Regions from separate parts of the Mus musculus genome. Here all the other regions are linked to region 1. A link is a contact called in public HiChIP or PLAC-seq data. All regions are on one chromosome and are shown on one strand. Each heading gives the region's core, a stretch centred on a gene start, on an enhancer-like site or on the middle of the called end of the contact. The rest is flanking DNA. Distances are from core to core; before and after follow the strand shown.

Evidence for each region. HiChIP or PLAC-seq counts read pairs in DNA pulled down with a chosen protein or histone mark.
Region 2: a contact with region 1 is called in an H3K4me3 HiChIP or PLAC-seq map of forebrain, with 5 times the contacts expected there. The contact joins the promoter of Zfp385a here to the promoter of Cistr in region 1. A contact is called at or near these places in 16 of 39 promoter capture datasets (the 3T3-L1 cell line, 3T3-L1-derived adipocytes, the HPC-7 cell line and 10 more), 2 of 484 Hi-C or Micro-C datasets (embryonic stem cells and nephron progenitors), 11 of 115 datasets of contacts at active chromatin or transcription factors (astrocytes, bone marrow-derived dendritic cells, embryonic forebrain and 7 more) and 1 of 9 other capture datasets (embryonic stem cells).
Region 3: a contact with region 1 is called in an H3K4me3 HiChIP or PLAC-seq map of embryonic limb bud, with 4 times the contacts expected there. The contact joins the promoter of Copz1 here to the promoter of Cistr in region 1. A contact is called at or near these places in 14 of 39 promoter capture datasets (the 3T3-L1 cell line, 3T3-L1-derived adipocytes, the C10 cell line and 10 more), 1 of 484 Hi-C or Micro-C datasets (myocytes), 7 of 115 datasets of contacts at active chromatin or transcription factors (astrocytes, embryonic forebrain, embryonic limb bud and 4 more) and 1 of 9 other capture datasets (embryonic stem cells).

The regions. Positions count from the first base shown.
Region 1 is chr15:102,745,062-102,748,831 of GRCm38.p6, forward strand. It overlaps Cistr (chondrogenesis associated transcript), which reads right to left and starts at 1,848. Exons shown (of 1, transcript NR_104334.1): 1 at 1,380-1,848. It also overlaps a transcript of Gm36560 not described here.
Region 2 is chr15:103,338,367-103,342,136 of GRCm38.p6, forward strand. Zfp385a (zinc finger protein 385A) reads right to left here and starts at 1,720. Exons shown (of 8, transcript NM_013866.2): 1 at 1,681-1,720. The coding sequence starts at 1,690.
Region 3 is chr15:103,270,706-103,274,475 of GRCm38.p6, forward strand. Copz1 (coatomer protein complex, subunit zeta 1) reads left to right here and starts at 2,183. Exons shown (of 9, transcript NM_019817.2): 1 at 2,183-2,236. The coding sequence starts at 2,219.

The sequences.
Region 1 (3,770 bases), core at 598-3,097:
AGTGGGATGGAATGAATCAACCAGCAGTGTGTTGGGGAGGTAAAGATTTATTTATTTACTATTATTTTAGGGTGACCTTGCTTTTCTTTTTTGTTCAGAGAGCCCATCTATTCCGGGCCGTGCCATCTCATTCTAAGTAGCACTTACACTGCTGCGGTCGCTGGGTCATTCCTGGCAATTCCTCTTTGGGGATCGCCTTAAAGCCTGCAGTGTAGCTCTGAGCAGTCTCTCACCAGAGGCAAATTTGTATCCTTTAGGGGTGGATCTAAATTCTGAAAACAGTCAAGTGTTGTTAGGAACCACGGCTGGAGAATAAGGTGAAGGCCCAGCCAGGGAATAATATTTCCAGTTAAGTACAAGGTGAATGTGGAAAGACACCATGTGTGTGTATGTGTGTGCATGTGCCCCCTCCTTCCACATAGCTCTGAAAAGCCATTTTGAAGAACCTTGTCGGATGTGACAGGAGACCTTGCAGCTGCCGCTGGAGATTCCAGTCTTCTGCCTGTTAAACATAGAGCGCTCACACCCCAGTGTGGCATCAGATAGTCAAGAACTGCCCTGTCCTGATTATCCATCCCCACCAAGGGTGGCTCATAACCCCGTCCATGTTGGTGTAGAGCACACTCAAGTGCAAGTAACTTGGTGATCCCCTAGATATATCAGACTGAAAATGGTAAATGACTAGGGTAAATGTATAAGGAGAGCTAGCGAGTTCATGTGAGAAAGCTGTCTGGAAGAGCAGAGTTAGGAGTGGGGTGTGGAAGAAGAAACCCAATAGTGCATGAAACAGAATGACAAGTACTTCTCTATGGCCATTCTGAGGAGGGTGGACAAATTGTGAGCGCAGCGAACAGCTTTTTTTCTTTTTGGCTGGGTACAAAGAACTGGAATAGATAGAATGGAGGCAGGTTCAAGAGGCAGGCTGGGTGATCCCATTTCTAAGAGGAACTGGGGCCTTCTGGAAGGCACACTGACATGTGTTAGATGGCACTTGTGCACAATTTTCTGGATAGGTGTGCAGTTGTGTGTGTGTGTGTGTGTGTGTGTGTGTAGGGGCATACATATCCAAGTAGCTTTGTGCCATGTGGCTTTATGCCCCAGGCTCCTGTCTTTCCATCTGTGTGCGACTGGCATTCAGCTATGTCTGAGCGTGTTTGTTCATTTGTGTATTTCCACGTGGTCGTGTGTGAGTAATATTTCCATTGCTTTCTGAGTATTTCATTTGGCTACATGCGGCGGAAGGCATCGTGAGAAGTGAATTCACAGGCGATGTGTGCCTGAGTGTGCGTGCTGGTGTCTGCAGGAGCAGCGGGGCTGGAATGGAGCCTTCTTTCTCTCTCTCTCCACTGGCTCCATCTGCCCTCTCTGAGGTCGTGACAAGGAGGCAGACAGCAAAACTGGCAAACAGTTACAGCTAGGAAGACCAGAAGTATTGCAAGCCCGGCTCAGACTATCACTGCTGGGGAGAAATAGCCAGAGGGAGACCGACATGACAATAGCGCGCACAGATGCTGCGTGGACGCGCTTCCCGGGGCAGGTGCGCTCATGCGCGTAGGCCTTCACTAGCATCAGGGCCTTGGGCGCACCGGTCCTACTCTGGCTCCTGGCTTTCCTTCCCCTGGCTATGACCAGATCTCCATCGCCTCCAAATGCCTGTCCCAGTTTGGGGCGCTGCGGCTGGGGAAGCAGACATCGACTTCGGAGCCAATCGCGGGACGTCTGCAGCCTCCTGGGGTGGTGGAAGAGATGCGTGCGGGGGCGTCCTCACCCTCGCTCCCTCCCCAGCTCGGCCGCCTCCTACCCACCCCCTTCCGGCCCGCGGCAGTTTCCGAAATCGCCCGGCGGCCGCGAATTCATTAGCGGGGGGCGGATGTAAACGCAGAGCGGTGGAACGTTTTAATTAGGCCTGAACAATAAACAAGCTAAACGAGGCGCACAGGGCTCCCTGGCGGGCCCTCAGCCTCCTCCGCGCCGCGCGGACTCATTACGGCTGCAGCCAATTTCATGCCAGCGCCGGGCGCGCGCGGCCCGGGCTGGGAGGGCGCGCGGGGGCGGCCGAGACACTCTGCCCTGGAGCTGAGCGCTGGGCGCTTGTCGGCTTCTCAGGGCCGCTGCTCACTCCACCCCGCCTGGCTCGGTGTCCTTGAGCTGAAGGTCTCCGCCCGCACCCGCCTGCTCTTTAGGGTCTGCCCTCCTCTGCGCGCGGGCCTCGTCCCACAGCTCAGAGGAGGGGTTCTGCTCTCGCCCTCCCCTTGCCTCGAACCCACACCCTGTCTGCCGCAGTCTCCCCATCTTCTCTACAGGATCTCTCTTCCCCGCGGGTCCCTTTTCATACATCGACGAGGACTGTTGGACGCAGTCATCCGCCCTTAGTGGGCCCTGTGGCCTGATGCCTCGGTCTCGCTCCGGGTATTCGCCATTTCTCTGCCCGCTGATGTAGCAGCCTGCCAGCCTCCCTCCCGCCCTCGTCTCCTGCCAGGGTTCCTCCCAAGGCACTTAGACCCGAAGGTTTAGGTGCGGCTTTGTCCTTAGCCATTAACAAGGCTGTTCTGGACTTAAGAACCGACCGAGTGGTTTAGCTTTCTTTCTCTTCCCCACCTTTTAGCTAAACTGCAAGCATATTTTGCAGGCGCGTAAGTCTTAGCCAAGATTCCTCAGGCTGGCTATTGATGACCTTAGGTCTTGCCTTGTCCCTCACGTGTGGCCTCTTACCTGGCCTTGATACCCTGTGAAGGGTGGGAAGTAATTTTAGTGCTTTGTGAGACAGTTGTGAGAAATAGCGCGGGGGATGATGAAGGTAGCGACCTTGGCACCTAGTATTCACTCAATCAATATTAGCCCTCTTTAGTCTCCGTGTTCCTCCTCAGTCTGCTCCTGTCTCTGTAACCTAAAATTCTGAGCAAAGGACTGGTAAACTCAGATGTAATAGGCCTCAAGGGAATTTCACATGAGCAACTGAACACCTGCACCAAAGCTCCGATTGGACGGACTCACAGAACAAAGGACACAACGCAGATCAGTACACAGGACTGAGCAAATTAAAACCCAGAGGCCAACGAGAGGTACTGTGGCACATACTTTTAATCCCAGGACTCCGGAGGCAGAGGCACGCAACACTCTATGGTTTCTAGGGCAGGGAGTTACACACAGGCTAGCCAAAGCTACATAGTAAGACCCTGTCTCAAAACAAAACAAAACAAAACAAAAAACCAAACCAAACAACAATAATAAAACAAAACAAAACAAAACAAAAACCCCAGATACCACAGGACAGGACCCAATCTAGTATGCCTAGCCTGAAGTAGTGGGGCTACGCACTCTTGGAGGCTGCAGTGGGTTGCTAAGATTTTTACTCCCCGATAGGGACCTATTTCCTAGAATCTCAGAACCTCAAGCCTTCCATGCAGCTTTGAACTGGAGATATTTCTCTTTGACTAGCTGTCTCCCTGCCATTTAAACATTGCAGGGCTAAGATGGGCCCTAAATTCTCTTTCCGAATGTGGTCCTTTACCCTGGTGCCTTTTCATTCCTAAGAGGCAGGATCTGAGCGCACAGGTACCTCTCTCTGTGTACCACCCACTGTGGTTCCTGAGGGGAGATGCAGAGAGGCAGAGATCTGGGGTTTCCACAGCAAAGGTTTATAAGTTTGTCTGGAGCAGTTGGATCAAGCATTGTAACTTGGTGTTGGGGATACTTGAGAATGGCCAGGCAGGAAAGATGTTGGAAGCCATGTAAGAAGTGTAAGGGGGCTTCCTCTTGGAAAGGATCAT
Region 2 (3,770 bases), core at 470-2,969, 590 kb after region 1:
TTGGGATTTAAGGGGATGAGAGGAAAGCTAAGCTGAATGGGGGCACCACTAGATTCCCACCCCCTGTGGACTTGGCAAAAGGAGGGAGTTAATTATCATGTCCTCCAAAGAGATGGCTGGGGCCAGTTGGTGGCAGGGTCCAATGTCAGAGAGTTTGGATTCAGTCTTCTTGTGGCTGGGTGTTGGCAGGGGTCTTCCAGGCCTGATACCTAGTTTAAAGTGGCCTCCAGACCAGGGCAAACAAGGCTTAGCCTGGCCTACTCTGGGCAAGCAGGCTATAGCCGCTACAGCTGGCCCAGGATACAGCTAGAGTACAGGAACACAACGGTAGGCAGAATGTGGAGCCTGTGTGTTAGGGTCCTGAGTCTAAACTGTGTTGAGGTGTCTCCCGGAATTAGAAGGCAGACCACCTACTAGAGACAGCCTTGGGGCAGAGGGATTTAAATAGCTATGATGGTTGGCCAGCTGGAGGGAAGCAAGGCATAAAAGTCGTGAGAGAGGCTGAGACCACACAACAGCTAGATGGAGGAAGGACGCAAGAGTGGAGAAATGGGCTAGGAAAGATACACAGTCACTGGAAAGAAGAGAACACAGGCAGAGAGTCTTGGGAGAGGGATGAGGACACGGGATATAGTTCAGCATAAGCACAGAGCCAGGTGTCCTCAGTGGGGGCAGGGAGACCACAGGTGTCTGAGAGTGGTAGGGGGCTTCACAATAAACAGGGCCCTGGAACCGGCCTAGCCAGGGTGGAGGTCAGAGGTCAGAGCAGGCCCTGCACTGCTGTGGCAGCAGGGTTGAGGGCAGGGGCTGCTGCGGAGTCCGGAGTACAGCTAGGCCCTCTCCTCCCCCATCCCTGGGGCTCCCTTCCCGATGTAGGTCATGAAGATGGGGTGGCCAAGGCTGAACGGGCTGGCTGTCAGAGCCCAGCGGGACTTCCCTTCCCCCCACTCTGACTTTCCTTCTCTCCTTGGTCTCCTGTAGCCCCCGACCCACGGCTGGGGTGGAAGGGAAGAAGGAGGAGAAGAAGAAGGGCCCAGGCAGCCGGCGCAGGGAGAGAGGGGCAGGTCCCGGCGTGTCGGGGCAGGATGGCTGCGGAGACAGGATCTAAGCCGCAAGAGCCCGGGATGGACAGTTTCCCACCCGCTCTTCTACCCAGCCCCCTTATCTTCACCCGTCAGGTTCCCACCTCCCACCACACTCACCTCGAAGCTACACCCAGCATCTTCTTCCTCCGCCCCCCACTTCCTCCTTTCCCTCTTATCCTGGGCCCAGAAGGCTGTCGGAGTGGCTAAGCCAAGGGTGGGGGAAGGCGCTGGAGGTGACGGGTCAGAACCTTTACTCCAACTCTACCAGGCCAGGACCAGCCCCCTCCCACAGTCTCTCCTGCACTGTCTTATAATATTCATGAGCCTCATGAATACGCAATGTTCTCATTATGGGGCGGGGGTCTCGCTCTCTCGGCCTTCCTTTTGCCCCTCCCTATGTTACCAGGAGAAACCGCAGCTAGGGGAAGAGAGGAAGAGGGGACCCCAGATGTGCAGCCAGATGAGGGGGGAGGGGGAATGAGTGGCAGACCGGCGGCCGCAGTCACCGCGGTGCCGAGGTGAGGGAGGGTGGGGGTTGGTGACCCAGTGAGAAGGAACCAGGGACCCGGATCCCAGAGTCGTGGAGACCACTCACCGAGGATCATGCTGGGGACCCTGGCTCCCGGGGTTCCGCGTCGTTCTGTCCCGGGGGCCGTTCTGGTCGGACTCGGGGTACAGGGGGGAGGAGTCGGGGAGGAGCAGGGGCGGGCCGAGGCGGAGCGGGGGCGGGGCCCACAGCAGGTGAAGACCGGAGGGGGCACCCTGGCACCCCGGGCTCCGCGAGGGGGCGTCCTGGCAGCCTCCCGCTTCCTCCAGCCTTTCAGTTACCGCCCCCAATCTCTGGGTTTTAGGATGTCGCTTTAGCTGGGGCTGGGGAACAAGATGGTGTGAGGTTATTGAGGAGGCTGGGAACTAAAATGCCTGGGTTCCTGAGTGGCTCAGTCTGAGGGCGGGAAGACTCATTCTCAGCTGATAGAGGGACAGGATCCTAAGTGATCTGGGGAGGAACAGAGCCCGGGTTGAGTGGGATAGTGATGCCCCTCTAGAGCAATGGGCTGGGTGGGCCCTGGAGGTGCAGGGAGGATGCCTGGGTCCTACTTTGTTCCGCTTCGGAGCAGGATGTCGAGACTGACTATCAGAGGTGAGTCGTGGTTCTGAAGATGGATTCGAGGTTTATCTGACAGTGTTCTTAGGGGAAGCTAAGTGAACAGATTGCATTCAGTGGTCCTGAGGAGGCAGAAATTAGAAGCTTGCAGTGGTGATTGCTAGGCTATTTAGAAGATGACAGAAGGTCAGAATCAGCGAGGTTCAACCTTATAGAGATGTCCTGGACTGAGCTGGGGAGGAGGGGCATTTATCCCGGGGTTAAATGCAGGACACCTTACCAAGAAGAGCTTTGATTCAGGTGGCAGGGGTGTAAGAAGGCTGGGGAGACGTTTGAGAATGGGATGTTCCTAAGGCAAACAGGAGGAAGCTGGAGTGTGAGAGTCGGATAGGTATCTAGGGAAGATGCAGCTGCTACAGCCTGAACCTGTCTGTACCTGCCACAAGAGGGAGGGCAGCAGGCAGAGTTCCCAGAAGGCCAAGCAGCCAGCTTTAGGCCAACCCAGCCAGAGGGAGAGGGGGTGAGACTGGGAATTGGAACACTCATGGTTTAGGGAGGGTGGAGGCAAGAGTGAAAAGCGGGGTCATGAGTGATAGGATTGGATTCAGAAACTTTGAGGAAAGGAGGGCATTTCCAGCTTCTGGCGGGAAGTTGGGGCTTGATTGCTAACTCAGGTGCAGGAATTTTAGATTTGTTCCTACTGTGAGCCTCAGCAATGTCTGCCTTCCATCTGTGAAAAGCTGTTTGCAATTGCCAAGATACTCCAGCTCAAGGCTAGGTGAAAGATGGGTGCCGGCACCCTAGTCTTTGAGTCCTGTGATCCTGCTTTGAGGAAAGATGTGGGATCTCTGGGTCCACGAGAGGCCATCTTCTCGCTTTGAATCTAACTTGCTGGAATCCTCCTGCACTTCTATAACAGAAAGCCTGCTTCCTAGGTTTAGCCCCTCCTCTCCTTTTCCAGGTTTCTCCCCTGGGGAGGAGACATACTAAAACGAGGGCCAGCACTGGGCTTGGCTGATTCGAGAGCCCCCTCCTTGCCCTTCAGGCCCACCTGCCCACACTGTCTTTCCAGGGTCTCCCGAGTTAGGTGGAACTCAGATGAGGGATTGCTTAGCTTACTATGGGAGGCAGCTGGCTAGAGGGTGCGGTGACCTTGCAGGCAGCTGGGGGGTTGGGGGAGCATTGTGTGGGGCAGATTCATTATTGATGAGCCCCTGCACCCCAGGCTACTAATGAGTCCAGGCCGGCTGCCCTAATTGATGTCAAGAAACTTGAGACCCCCAGATCATCTTCCCGCTTGCCAGCTGCCTCTCCTGAGCCCCTTCCCCCTCTGACATCTCCAGTCGCTCTGCTTCCGTTTACTTCTTCACTTCTCTCTTCCATTTCCACCAACTCAGGCAAGCAAGGAGAAGGTTCGGGCGGCTGATCTCCACAGACAGACTCCATTCTCCTCTGGGTTGCTCAGGCCTCGGAGTGGGAGACACATCCTATCTGCAGGGCAGGTAGGGTGGTTGAGGAGAGGCAGCTCAGTTCAGAGACGACAGACATAGAAGAATCCAAGAAGTAAGCTCAGGGATGGT
Region 3 (3,770 bases), core at 933-3,432, 530 kb after region 1:
AAAACCACAACAAAAGAACTGGACATGCCGGGTGTGGTGGCGCATGCCTTTAATCCCAGCACTTGGGAGGCAGAGGCAGGCGGATCTCTGAGTTCGAGGCCAGCCTGGTCTACAGAGTGAGTTCCAGGACAGCCAGGGCTACACAGAGAAACCCTGTCTCCAAAAACCAAAAACCAAAAAACAAAACAAAACAAAGAAAAAACAAAACAAAACAAAAGACATGAAGTTGGGGTGTACAAAGGTAGATCTAGGAGGAATTGAGGAGAGGAATTGGAGGTTCTGAATGTGATCAAAGTACATTGCATGGAACTCTGAAATAATAAAAATATTAAAAACAAAAATTCAACTATAACAAACAACCCCACCAGTTATATTAAACAATAAATAATTGAATGGTTGAGCATTATGCTTAGCACATAATAAATGGGCAGAAAAATGTTATTATTATCATTAATCTGCCAAAGCAAGAACAATGCCCGCCACTGGGACAGGAGAGAGGATTCATCCTTTAACAACTATGGCTGCTCTTCCAGAGTACCCGGGTTTGATTCCCAGAACCCAAATAGCAGCTCACAATCCCATTGCAACTCCAGTTCAATGGGATCTGATATCATTTTCTGGCCTCCACAGGTACCAGGTATGTAAAGGGTGCACAGATATACTGACTTTAGGGTTTCTATTGCTGTGATGAAGCACTATGGCCAAAAAAGTAAGTTAGGGAGAAAAGAGTTTATTTGGCTTACACTTCCCTATGGCTGTTCATCATTGAAGGAAGTTAGGACAGGAACTACAGGAACTCAGGCAGGGCAGGAACCTGGAGGTAGGAACTGATGCAGAGATCACGGAGAGGTGTAGGGGGGCCAGCCCTGGTAGGGTCAGGTACTGAGGTGGGACACAGCATAAGATGGAGGTCAAAGGCTAATGATCTCTGGCCTTGTAACTCTTATTGTTCTGGGGGTCAGAAGCTGATAGCTTTCTTTCCATTCGCTCTAATCTCCAATGCCTTGATATCCTATTTCAAATTGAACCAAAGTGGGAAAACGTTGTCCATCAAAGTGCAGGTCTCCTGTACTCAACTCCCAGACAGAAAGTGGGCAGTGGGCAGCAGATTCTCTGAAGCTGAGCAACGGGGCATAGGAGCTGGCAACTGAACTCAGGTCTTCCACACGAAGAGTATGAGCTCTTTTTTTTTGTTTTTGTTTTCGAGACAGGGCTTCTCTAAATAGCCCTGGCTGTCCTGGAACTCACTTTGTAGACCAGGCTGGCCTCAAACTCAGAAATCCGCCTGTCTCTGCCTCCCAAGTGCTGGGATTAAAAACATGTGCCACCACTGCCCATCGAATATGAGCTCTTAACTACCGAGCCATATCTCCAGTCCCCACAGTTTTTTTTTTTTTTTTAAGTAAATTACATTAAAAATATTGAGGGGGGTGGTCTGGAGAGATTGCTCAGTGGTTAAGAACATTGGGTGCTTTCTCTTCCAGAGGTCCTGGGTTCAATTCCCAGCAACCACATGGTGTCTCACAACCAGCTGTAATGAGATCTGATGCCCTCTTCTGGTGTGTCTGAAGACAGCTACGGTGTACTCATATAAATGAAATAAATAAATCTTAAAAAAATATATATTTATTGGGTATGTGTGCATGCCACACGTGTATATCCTGGGATATACTTCTCGAGACCTTGGTTTGTGTAGTTAACGCTTGGCTGCCTATAGCTAACTTGGTGAACTTTCCGAGGTTGTTGAAATGACCCAAGGACACTACAGCTGTGGATATCCTAATGGTGGCGATGGGAATCTGTATTCGGGTAGGGCTTCTCAGCAAGGCTAATGTTAAGGGCTACACATAGCACCCCCTATAGCGAGTGCGAATTGGAGGCTGACAGAATCACGTGGCTTCCTCCTACCAATAGCAAAGTAACAATCGCTTCCTCCGTTCCCCATGGAAACAACACCGCCCTCAATGATCCTCCCGCCCCTTCAGTGCTGAGGTTTTGGCCTTTCATTGAAAATTCCGGGTGACAATCTAACAGCTGCCTCTTCTGGCTGGACAGTTGGCTTCCGTGAAGCGAGTGACTACGCTGACTGGTCAAGACGCGAAGGCTGGCTCATCTTCACCCAATGTTGCCTCTTTGAGGCGGGACCTAGCGAAGACTCAGGGCCAATCAGCGGTGACGTCGCTTGTGCGACTCCACGTCGGCAGCAGCTACGGGCAAGATGGAGGCGCTGATTTTGGTAGGAGCTGGAGGGCCAGTGGCTCCGTTGTGGTGTCCAGGGGGTCCGGGAGGTGGGGCTCATCAGCTGGGGCCGGGAGAGGGTTCCGGGCAGGCCTCGGGGGCCAAAGCTCCCGCTATCTGTGCAATGCAAGTGTGGCCTACAATGGGAGCTAGAGCCGCGGTATAGAGTAGGAAGCCTTGCCGGCAAGAGAGCAGGAGTCGGTGGCAAAGTTGAAGAGAACATGCAGGGTCCTTAGGAGAATTCTGATTGCGCTGGAGGGGTGTCTTTCAAGTTCTCCCCGATGGTTTTTGTTGTGGATCATACCTACTTGAGTTTCCCCAAACCCTCATATTCTAGTCCCCCAAGTTGCAATGGCAGAAGAGAGGTGTTTTGTCAGTCCCAGATCCTCCTGGTGGTGGTCAGAATTCGACTACCTTTTGGCAATTCCATGTCCTGTTCCTTTACAAAACTTGTTTTTATTTTCCTGTTAATCCTTAGTATGTAATTCTGTCATGATTGAGAGTCAGCATTCCATCCAGGTTCAGGAATACTTGGTAGAGCTAGTATAGATTTTGGAATATCTTTTTCTGACTCCTTATTCTTCTCTCCTACTCTCCCCTCCTTCAGACTTTAGGAACTCATACTGTAAGATCCATTTCAGCCTTCTTGCTTACATGAGAATTGTGATTATAGAAGTGCATTTAACTCTCTTGTCCCTTGATCCTTTCTGCTTGTTCTGCCCCCTAGAACAGGATCAGAGCATTTCTTTCAAGACACTGGCCAGCAGTTTAGAGACCCATGAGTCTGCCTACCTGTGTCTGTGTGTTAGTGTAGGAATTTAACTCCCAGCTTCTTTCCTTTAGTTGGACTCCAGGATTGTTTCTAAGAGTCTTCCTTAGCTCCTGTTTTCATTTATATTCCTTGTAAGTGTACATATCAAACTCTTGTCAGTAAAAGAAAAAAAGCTTTTTCTTCTTTCTTTCTTTAAAGGAAAAAAAGTTTTTTGAGACAGGGTCCCTCTCTACCTTTCCCTTTCCTGATGCCCTAGCTACTCATTATGTAAGCCATGTTGGCCTCAGACTCACAGAGGACCACCTACCTCTACCCTCCAAATTCGGAGACTAGAGGTATGTGCCACCACATCAACTTGTTTTAGTTTTCTCACTGAGAGTTTCATGTAGGTCTGACTGGAATCAACTTTGCCACGTAGCCAGGGCAGACATCTATACTCACCTGGCATTTATGTGGGAATTTGAACTTTGGTTTTCTTATTTGTATGACAAGCACTTTAACCACTGACCTATCTGTTCAAACCTCCTTACTTTCCTTCTTGCAAATGTCAAAGAGAATTTATTCTCATCATATGTGTTGGACAAGTTGAAGCAAAATGTTTAATGTATTGAGTAGTTCAAGTATTTACTATACCGGTCAATGAGTTTTTAAAAATCTTGTGACGATGTGGATAGAGTCTGTGAAACTAGTTTCCTTGGATGTTTTTGGTCTTCTTAATCAGGTGTGGTTGCTCACACCTGTAACCCCAGCACTCAGGCTG